2 separate regions of the Dromaius novaehollandiae genome follow, and region 2 is linked to region 1. Evidence: chromatin contacts called from public Hi-C data. All regions are on one chromosome and are shown on one strand. The core of a region is the stretch at or near the end of the contact, and the rest is flanking DNA. Distances in the headings are between cores, read along the strand shown. Region 1 overlaps HSPA12A (heat shock protein family A (Hsp70) member 12A). Region 2 has its middle 22 kb from the start of HSPA12A.

Region 1 (5,551 bases), core at 1,613-4,112:
GTAATTTCTTTAATTTCCTTCATCATCCACAAATGAGATAAACAGTAGCGTGAGAGGCTGAGGCCAGGCTGTGGAGTTGTCGCAGGTGTGATGGTGCCTGCGCCCCACACAAAAACCTGGGACCTACATGCCAGCTCACCTCCTCGGGTGTGACAGAGAGGGGCATGCGGCCCTCGCGACATCTAAGCGAAGGCCTCGTGCGTCACTGCTGTCGCGACTACAAGCCCTGCCGCCCCCATCCCTATGAGCCCCGCCAGGCTGCCCAGCTCTGCGGCGCCCTCTGGGCCAGGCCCCCGCGCGGCCGCCGCCTGTCAAGGCCTGCCGGCCCGCCCAGCGCCCCCGGTGACGGCCGCCCCTGCCCGTCCTCAGCGGCCCCTACTCGGGAGAGCGTCCGCGCTGCTCGGCTCGCCTCGGCCCGGCCCGCGTCGCGATCTGGCGGCCGTTGGGAGCTGCGGCGGCCGTTGGGAACGCCGGCTCTGCTCGGGGGCCGCCGGCGCGCTCAGGGCGCGGCCCAGCGGCTGGGCAGGGGCGCGGCCGAGGGCAGCCGGCACCCAGCCGGCGAGAGCACCGGGGTCGCGCCATGCCTTGCTTGGAGGAGGCCTTCCCAGGGAAGGCACCGCCTTCTCTGTCTCTCCGGGGCCCTGCGCGCAAATAGCTGGGAGTATTTTTCGGGGAAATGTGTCGGTGCTGGTGGCAACCTGAAGGCTTGGGAGAGGAACTCATGCGTTGGCATTGGTTAAAGCCATCTGCCTATTGTTTTTAAGGTATTTCCCCTCCTCCTCCCACAGGCAACTCTTCGAGCAAGTATTTTAAATCCCTCCTTTGATAAATTTTGAAGATGAACTATTCAATTTTAATTCTGGCAATTTTGCATTTACCCTGGATGCGAACATCATTTAGATGTTCACCCTCTGCTCCACGCGTATCTTCCTTCAGACCTGCCACCACGGACTGTGACTATGGAATATCCGGTCACATGCTGGTTTTCATTTTACATCTTATATGCTATTATGGTTTTCTAGTTATCATCAGTAAGCTTTAAGAGTAATACTTAGATGACAGTGAAAAACAGCAGCACTGTTGTATTTCTCGACATCATGAGAGTTCTGTAGAGAATGTCTTAAAGAAATGGCGAGAGCAGTATGTTTTCAGTGTTGAGCATATTCCATTTCCCAGCTCTCTCATTCTGATTCATAGTGTCTCATAGAAAATAGGTAATTTCTTTTCGGTATTGTCTGAAGCCTTTCTGTCTTAACACCCAACAAATGGCCTATTCAAAACTACACAAACTTTGTGGAATTTGAGTAAAATCCCCAACAGTGGATTTCAACCCTAGGCACATACGGGCTCCCTCTAAGAAATACACAAGTGAACTAAAAACGCAGCAGCCTATTGTTTGAAAATCTGCATATGCTACACAGAGACCTGCAACCTCTAGGCGAAGGCTCTAGGTATCCACAGATCAAAACAGGTTTAAAAAATCTGATATGCGGCACATAAGAGTTGGTATCCCTTTTGCTCCGTTACGCATATGAAGGTGCATCCCAATGCAAGTATAACCATTTAGCCTTTCTCACTTTCTCACTTTTTATAGTGATTTTCACAAAAACAGTAACACCCAGAAACAAAATTTAGTTTTATTGTATTTTATTTGATATGTTTGAAGACACAAGAACACTCAGATACAATCCAGACAAGTTGTGAACAGCTCCAAACATCAGTGAAATCTGAACTTATCTTGCACAGAGGTGAACAAGACCACAATGGTTGGTTTTATAATATAGTTTAAGACTATTTTAAGCAGGTGAGTACTATGACATTATGCCCAACAACTTTTATACTATTCAGCCGCTTAAGCCACTTCGTATTATAAATATGCAGCCTATCTTGGCGATTAAATCTCTGCAATATACAATTAGCCTTCTCATAATAATGCATTAAAACTCCTGTATATATATACAGTGGTATAAATATACCAATATTACCTGTTGTAACCATCACTGCACATTTATCAGATTCTAGTACAATTAGTCATTCTATCACAATTAGCTGCTAACTTTCAGCCTGGAGCTATGTATGACCCACACTTGCAAGTTGCTGCTTAAGAAAAACTTCTGTCAAGGCTGCCTGTTTTGCCTAAGGATAGCATGCCTTTTCAACACTTACGCTGCGCAATGCCATCTGAAATCCCTACGGAAAAAATGCTCTGCAGGGAATATCCTGCTAAAGTTACAGAATTACTATTCTAAAAATGACTCATTTCCTAATAAATTTCATACTAGTTTTATAGCCTAACAACCTTCACTATTAAAATGGGCATCCATACACCACTTACCATGTAAAGTTGTTCAAAAGGGCTATAGACTACAGACCATAGCATAATATTCTACTTTCTTATTCTAATTCACTAGAGAGACAAGGTAATTTTCCACTCTTGGGTTTAAAGAGGCAATGAGGTCAGGTGGGAGTTTGCTCAATAGTTCCCTGTACTGCAAAGATAAGCTTGATAATGAGGAAGTGCAAAAATACGCAAAATCTTCACATTTTATAGTTACAGCAGAATCATTTAATTAACAAAACCCTGCTTGGATCCACATAGAATCTTATAAAAGGTGAATACAAAAGTGCAGAAAAACACTACTGTTCAAAAACTACACTTCTGAAGAGCTGCAGAAACTACTGTTACTGCTCACTGCAAAAAGGCTGAAAACAGCACAAAAATCATAAGCCACATGATCTGTAGTGGGCCTCCTCTTAGTGGGGGGGTTGCAGCCACGTAACCAAGATTTTACTAGACCAAGTAAGGCCACAAAAGTACTGGAAACAAGTCTGTGCACAATCAGACCCATTCAGTGAAATGCAAACATAGTGAAGCCTGCTTTTCTGTATGAACTTTGTGTGTGGGCACTAGTAGAGCAGTAGTCTCTACTGCGTCTGACCTGCAGCTACGATAAATCAGTGTTGCCTGGCTTCGGCAAGTATTTTTTTTTTAACCAGAGAAGATCCTTTAAAAAAAAAAACTGTTGAAGCTGTATATCCAGATAATACACTCTAAATTTTAACATGATTTTACAGGAGGATTCATCCATTATTATGATGAACTGTTAGAAATGAAGGGTGACCATTTGAAACAAAGAAATGAAAATCCCACCATGCACATACTAGTGCATCCATGTAATATGCTTAACTGGTATGACTTGCATTGCAGGAAGAATGTTGTATTCTCTGACACACCAACATTTCTGTCCTATTACTGTAAGATCAGCCTTTTACATTTCATATCTTACCATCTTTAAAAGCCTATAATTACAGAAGCTGATTGAAAAACTATGTTATTTAAAATTAACAGCTGAAAGAAATCAACAGAGGCAAAGAACATTTTTATACAAGAAAATAGCACTGTTGAAAGAGAGAGTCTGTACAATATTTAAATATTATATATACATGAAATTATATTGTTCATAACTCATCTTAAAATTTCTCTTGTTTGTAAACCATGGAAAGCAACACACAAAAAATTCTAATATTTAGCTTTTAAAGCAGTTAGCAGGCAGCAGGAAACTGAATGCTAGCAAGCACACTTTGTAATTACAGAAAGTATCCAGCCAGATACAGTGACTAGCATTCTCCATAGTCTTTTTTTTTTTTTTAATTAACTGAATGCAAACCAGATTTCTTTTTACATTTACTCAAGAATTCTGCAGGAGACACAAAATTCAAGAGCAAAATGCAGCCAGCCAGTTCTGCACTCTTTGCTGTGGCAAAACTCTAGGTTAAACACAGAAATCTGAAGTGCAGGATTGGAATGTAAATTAGTGAAACAATCGATAAAGCTTTCATTTCCCAAAAGTGTCAGTAATGGCTTTAACTCATGCTCAACTTATTAGAAAGGAAGCTTTAGTTTAACAATTAACACTGCAAAGTTTCAAAAATGTAATGAATTCCAGCAGGTAATCAGCTCTGTGTAAAAGCTTTGGAAGTGTCGGCATTTTTAGGGTGATTCTATAGATTAATATCAGTCTGAAAATTTGAATGGGGATTTGGATTTGCATTATAAGTTGTTGGTTCGTGGCAGATACAGATCCAAGGTTTCACAAGTTACCCACTCGTAGGATTTTGCAAAATAAAAACTGTGCCATTTGCAGAAGAAATTCTCCAGGTGAACATGCGTAAGAAAATATTTCTAGAAAGTTATTATTTGGTAAGCAAGATGTTACCGTGACCATCATTGTACTTCCCCTGTAGTATAGTTGTGTGCTCCCAGCCACGTAAGGAATGCTTTATCTACTTAATACTACTTGTAGTTTCGTGCTTTGGGCCTCTGTCTTCCACTTTAATGCACGTTAAACTCAACACGGAAATATATTTTCCATTATTAAAATGTTTGCTACTCAAAATAAACTATGATACTTTTGATCTGGACATTTTCTCCCTTTTAAGTTGTTTAAAACTTCCTGGACAGCCATTAGCTAACTGTATTTCCAATAATTAACACAGAGATTAACAAGTATAACCACTGGGAGAAGTGGTTGATAGACCAGATGGGTGTGCTGCCATTCAAAGGGCGGCTGGAGAAATGAGCAGAGAGGAACCTCATTAAGTTCAACAAAGGGAAGTGCAAAGTCCTGCATCTCGGGAGGAAAAACCCAATGCACCACTGTGGGCCAGGGGCTGACTGACTGGAAAGCATCTTGGCAGAGAAGGTCCTGGGGGTCTTGGTAGCAAGTTGAACATGAGCCAGCAACATTTCTGTCCTTGCAGGAAAGAAGGCTAACAGCATCCTGGGCTGCATTAGGAACAGCACTGCCAGCGTGTTGAAGGAGGTGATACTTTCCCTCTCCTCTGTTGAGGAGCACTGTTGAGGCCACATCTGGAGTTCTGGGTCCAGCTGGCCCCCCTAGTAAAAGAGAGACATGGACCTACTGGAGTAAGTTCAACAAAGGGCCACAAAATTGATTACGGGACTAGAGCATGTGACACACAAGGAGAAGCTGAGAGAGCTGGGACTGTTTACCCTGGAGAAGAGAAGGCTTGGGGGGATCTTACCAGTGTGTATAAATGCCTCATAAAAGGGAGTAAAGAAGATGGAGACAGAGTCTTCTCAGTGGTATCCAGTGAACAGAACAAGAGGCAATGGGCACAAACTGAAATACAAGAAATTCCATTTAAACAAAACTTTTTTTGGTGAGAGTGGTCAAACACTGGAACAGGTTACCTAGAAAGGCTGTGGAGTCTCCAACTCTGGTGATACTCAAAACCCAACTGGGCGGTGTCCAGAACAACCAGCTCTAGTTGACCTCGCTTTGAGCAGGTGGGTTGAACTAGTTGATCTATGGAGGTCCCCTCCAGCCTCAGCTATTATGTGATTCTGTGATTTCAGATGGAGACTAATAAAAGTAAGTTTAAAATAGCCTTAAAATGAAAATAGCTGTGTTCTTAATAATTTTCCAAAGTGTAAATGAGAGCAGTGCTAGCTGTTCAGTTCCAAAGCTAGCTCGAAGAGCTGTTAACAACAAAGGCTTTATTTTCAAATTAGAGCAGTTAATATTAG
Region 2 (5,551 bases), core at 1,596-4,095, 85 kb after region 1:
GGAAAATTTCAACAAACATGGGCTGGCGGGCAGGCATCTTTCGTTTAAAATCCTATAACAAATTTTGCTTATTTTGTTCTGTAATTGTTTTAAATACATGCTGTGCATTCTGGAAAGAAATATTTTAGTACAAATAAATAAATGGGACAGTGTTGCTTTGCCATATCTCCTCTTCTCCCCACACCTTTCTCTTGCTATATAGAAAACACCAATGCAGAGGGAGTTTGACTTCTTTGCAGTTAATGACCAAGCCAAAAGGTCACTACAAGAACTTAGCTTCCAGAAAATGCTCAGTTTAGCAGTTATTACTAATTGATGATGAAGAAAGATCAGATTCCAAGCACTCAGACACTCTATTTCTTCTTATTGGTCAATGTGTTAATTGCTGCTCCCTTTTCCGCTGCTAAAGAACATCACCAGCCACTGAAGAAACTAGCTAGCTAGTTTCTAGCCCGGCTTTTGCAACAGTACCATGCATTGACTCAACTTTCCCAAATGATATTTGAAAGGCTTTTTTGTGGCGATTTAAAAAAAAAGAACACCTTAGAATTGTGATCTTTCTTTGTTGCCCCTGATTATATGGCTAATCCATTTCTCACTAAATACAACGGCAATTTTAATACTGGCTTTGGCAGGAGTGGAAATAGGGAGTTATATTTGGCATCCAAAGATGATCTGCTGCTCACAGGGTCATGGAGTTTAGAATCCAGAAGAAGCTGTAACCCCATCAAGTTACTCTCATGCTCTTTGGTTTATCTGAAAGAAGCTTGTGTTGTTTTTCAAAGAGGTTCTCTGTGGATATATTTAACCAGATCCTTGGGAAAATCCTTGTTGTGCTAAAATTAGGAGTCAATGACCATAAATGACAAAAGTCTAAAACTAGGTAAAAGTAAAATCTGCAAAGTCAGTCTTCAGACTAGATTATCAGTCTTTATCCAACAATACACTGCCATCGTGTGGTTCAAAACATCAGCGACATGATTCTAATAAAATACGCTGATGCAAACTCTTACAATGTTTTCACAAATCTTTTATAGCTTTAACGTCTATTATTCTAGCAATGCATCAAATTTCTGTTTTCACAGTATTTATTAAAACTTCTTTATTCAAAAAAAGGAAACAAAGAATGTGATTCCCTTTTCAAATTAGAAAAGTTAAAAAATTTTTTCCATAAATTCTACAAAATGAACTGTATCTTGATTGCTTTGCTTTAATATCAGACTAATTCTAACATGGCCACTCTCCTATTTTTTTTTTAATTAATCCATAAAGAACGTGTTCGTGGAATAATTATATTATTATAACCCAGATATTCTGTTGAGACATCCTATGCGTACTTATCAATACTGAATTTACCAGTTCTGCTTATCACCACATAATAAATTTACTCTTCTTACTGGAAATAAGAAAACTTAAATATCCCACAGGCTAATCAGAATTAGTTCAAAAATCATCTAGCTGTAGCTAGACGCAATTTCAAAGTGATTGTATCTAAGTATTACCCATGTCCACTGTGTGTTTATACACATAACTTTATTGGATCTCATGTTCACAGTTGCTTCTTTGACCTGAGAAAGAGCAAATGGCTTCCTAAATATACCCCCAACCCTTTATCTTCTAACAGCACCTTGCTAACTTAACCCTAAGTGTTCACCTCTGGGTCCCAGTGGGTCAACCCACTGAAAGTCTCTCGTGGGTTTGTGTTGTCTGGATCAGAGCTCTGGTCTTAAATAGAGCTGCACCGGAAAATCTTAAATTTTAGGGGAAAGGAGTTTAAACAATTTTCACTGCACCCACTGACTGATCTTTCATCAGACAGTACAGTGAGACTATGCCTAGTCTCCCTCAGTCTATTACAGAAAAAAAAAAAAAAAAAAGAGAGCATAACATCCACGTGGGGCCAGCCACTTCCTCCCTTTGAAACACTCATGCAGAGTCCTGGCCAAACCAATACTATGCAGTTAGCAAAAAGTCACTCACTGTTTCTTTTCCTTCTTTGGAATCTTGTTTTTAAAAGCTAATCCTGTTTAAAAAATTCCACCAGGCTTCATAGTGCTAGGAAGTCAATGCTGGTTAGGAAACTTGGGAGTTGTAGCACTTTATCTGGGATGGTCCTTTTTAAGAATCTGACTTTAAAATGGTAAGTTGTCACAGGTAACCGCAAAGTGAACAACTCCAACATCATGCTTTAAAAAGCTTTTTTAAAATTTTAACCACAAAGATTGCAGTGGCATCTCTTAGGGACACTGAGCCTACTACTTTCAGTTTAGCAACAACTTGCATGGAGAAGAGGGCATTTAAAGCTCATATTAGGCATTTGCTATCATATGTTCATGGAAAAAAAGTCTTACTGCCCCAGTCATTAGTGCAGTTACATTATGTCCTGGAATGCAGTAGTAAATATTTTTCTGATCTAATGCTCACAGAAAATCAAAACTGCTTTTCTTCTTTCATGGTATCTTCTGGCAGCAAGTTTTATACGTTTTTATTTACATATATATGCATGTATGTTTATATATGTGTGTGTGTGTGTGTGTGTATACAAATCAAATTTATATTACCTTAATATATTCAGCTTCTTTTCAATTTTATAGCCATTAGCTGTCATACTGGGAGGACCAACGCATTGGAATATCCCATAGGCTGTTCAGTATGTTATGCAACATATACCCTACTATCTCACCTTATATTATCTCCTAAAAAACCACAGAATTTACAATAATTAGGACTATAAGAAAGTCTTTCAAAGTCCCTCATCCTTCTCATAACCTTCCTTTGGATGCTTCTCTTTCTCTATCACTTTTTGCATGAAGTGCATGCAACTGGACACAGTAATCCAGACGAGGGCGTGCTATTGCTTTGTATAATGACCTGGTATACCAGAGCTGCATCCAGTTATCTGTGGGGAGGGGATGGCAAGGAACCAGGACACTGCACAACAGTGTAAGACCAGCAGTGCATGTATCACACGCATGGAACAGGAGACAGTTGAGTAAACTAAGTAAACTGAGTAAACTAAGCTAAGACACCCTGCATCCACAATATTTTGGGTAGATCTGGGTGCTCAATACGATTTATCTTCAGAACACGGCTACACGCCTGGACCTCTGGGCTCCTTGGAACCTTTTTACTTGTGGGTGCTCTAACTCTGCTTGCAGCCTGTGCCCCAAGTCCTGTCTCCCCAGCACACCACAGACTTCACTTGGCAGTCTTTCACCTGCTCTTCTCCAAACCTGTCCAAGGAAATTGTCCCAGAGATCTCCTAAGATTTTGGGAATTTTTTTATCACTTCAGTTATAAGATAGCAATGTAAGATTTTGACCCTAGTCAATTATATGAACTGCTAAACATCAGTTGCTTCTGAGAATTTAGGCTAACTCCCTACAAACCCATGTTTGCCATGGAAACTGAGCCAATTTCTACCGGAAGACAGCTCCCATATCCCTTATGAAAAAGAATATTCCAAATTGGACCCCAGGCAATCATGCCATCATTAAAAACAGTTCTTTTGTAAACAGATACCAAAATGAAAAAGAAAATGCATCCTGACATATTATGATACTTTAGGGATAATCAACCAACATAAAAATCTTGCCACGGGATTTGGAACATTTTGTTCTAAAAGAAATGCCTGCAGACTCAGCACCTTCTGAAGAAGCTATGAAACTCACTTTACTAATTCTGTGTCTGGGGAAACCCTTAATAAATCATTCATGAAAGAAATCCTGCTGCTGAAGAAAAGTTCTCTTTTAATCCACACCTCTTATTGCAAGGAATTGTTTTATTAAATTTAACTTTTTTTTTTTTTTTTTTTTTTTTTTTTTTTTTACAATCAAGCAGTATTTTTGAAAAGGGAAAGGACTTGCCATAAAAAAAATGTTTTAGTAACTGCTGGGAGGAGCATGTGTTTGCTTAAAATGGAACAAAACAATTTCAAATCACTGGTTAAAATAAAAAAAATACAGGAAAAGTGTTTCAAGAAAATTATAATGCATATGAACATTGCAATACTTTAAGTATAAACTATTTATTATTTGTTATATAACCACATTATATGGAGCTATTTTTAATTTTTTAATTCTGTTACTCCATTTAGTAAGTATTTGATTGTCTGAAAGCTTGAAAAGTAAGTATTTGCTGGGATGACATTTATGTTTCTTATTACTTCTATGCTGTATTACTGAAGTCAGTGAGAGCTTTGCCATTGACTTTGAGTAAGAACTGAATTTTACAGCTCTAGTCAAAGAGAAGGATCTCAGATCATCTTGATGAAAGACAGACATTTTGAATGAATTGCTAAACACAAGTTTTGACAACTTCTGGTCAAATGACTATCTCGAGGCAGTTATCAAAAGAGTAGACAGTATCACATTCAGCTGTCCTAAAGATATACACTTCTACGTTTTCAAGGGTTTTTAAACATGAATTTCCTGTCTAATCTTTGAAGCATTACTGTGCATTGTTAAATAGTTATGACATTTCATTCCAGAAGACTTGCATTTCAACAGTGGAGATACTGATGTTGCATCTGCAACAGTGTTCGCAAAGTGCTTTGCCTTCCTTTCAGATGAGATATACTATAGAGTAAAGATGATCATGTTGACTGATGTAACACACGATAGAGCCAGCATATTCTGTTTCATTTGACCAATGAAAAATCATCATTCTTTCTACAATATTCAGCCAGTTCTGCAATTTTTCTCTCAACAGGAGACAAAATGTTAGGTTACAGAACCCGTAAAAATTCCCTGCTGGATCTCACAGAATCTGCAAGTCCCACCCCGCGGGGAATGCCACTTTCCGGCAGTCCCTACACATTCCCTGAAAGAGTTCAAATTCTTTACACCAATTGAACGCATTTCTCGTCTCGTTTGAATGGCAGACTGAATGGAGACACTTGAGAGTTCTTGGTTGCAGACATTCTAATTGATCTCTTGGCTGCAGTATACTGTAATTTGTATGGAAATATGCATTTCTCTGTGTAGGCTGTCCTGCAGTGGACTAAGCATAGTCATGTCACCTAACGAGAGCACTTTATGAACCATAATTTTCTCTGTTCAAATTATATCTCTCAACTTAGGAGGTACATGAAGAACCTTTCCATACACACACACACACAGGAGAGAACCTGTCAAAACACATAGCCTTGATAACATTGACTCAAAACCTGAACACTTAACAAGAGTTCTCTATGAAATAAAGGAGAAAGAAGCTAAAAAATTTGTTTTCCTAGACTGATGTAGCTTCCATACTGTCTGTAAAACAAATTTAGCTGTGACGTTTACAGTGCAGATCTCAGTAAGCTTGTAAGTTATGCAGGCAGAAACAGACTTCTAAGGATTGTTCTGCAAAAAGGGGGAACTGGCAGCACACAAAGCACTTCCCTTCCCACTCCCTGTGCTGCGGGATCTGGTGAATCCCCAGCTGTGCTATAAAGCAGACCTGTCAAGTCTCATGCACTGACTCATTCTTTTGTGTCACACACTGTCACTGCCAGCATTGCACATTTTTATATAGCAGTACCATGGCTTCTCCCCCACTTTTGGATCCC

What was found. A called contact is a pair of places that touch in the nucleus more often than the background predicts.
Region 2: a Hi-C map of liver shows a contact between it and region 1, with 4 times the contacts expected there. The contact joins two enhancer-like sites. A contact is called at or near these places in 3 of 4 Hi-C or Micro-C datasets (brain, liver and ovary).

What each region holds. Positions count from the first base shown.
Region 1 is chr6:40,667,594-40,673,144 of bDroNov1.hap1, forward strand. It overlaps HSPA12A (heat shock protein family A (Hsp70) member 12A), which reads right to left. Exons shown (of 12, transcript XM_026096195.2): 12 at 1,631-5,551. Among named protein-coding and RNA genes, the nearest start is that of HSPA12A, 64 kb to the right of the region's middle. Within about 2 kb of position 2,863, at least 1 of the 2 cell types and tissues checked has open chromatin away from gene starts, as enhancers often do.
Region 2 is chr6:40,753,041-40,758,591 of bDroNov1.hap1, forward strand. No RefSeq gene overlaps it. Among named protein-coding and RNA genes, the nearest start is that of HSPA12A, 22 kb to the left of the region's middle. Within about 2 kb of position 2,846, at least 1 of the 2 cell types and tissues checked has open chromatin away from gene starts, as enhancers often do.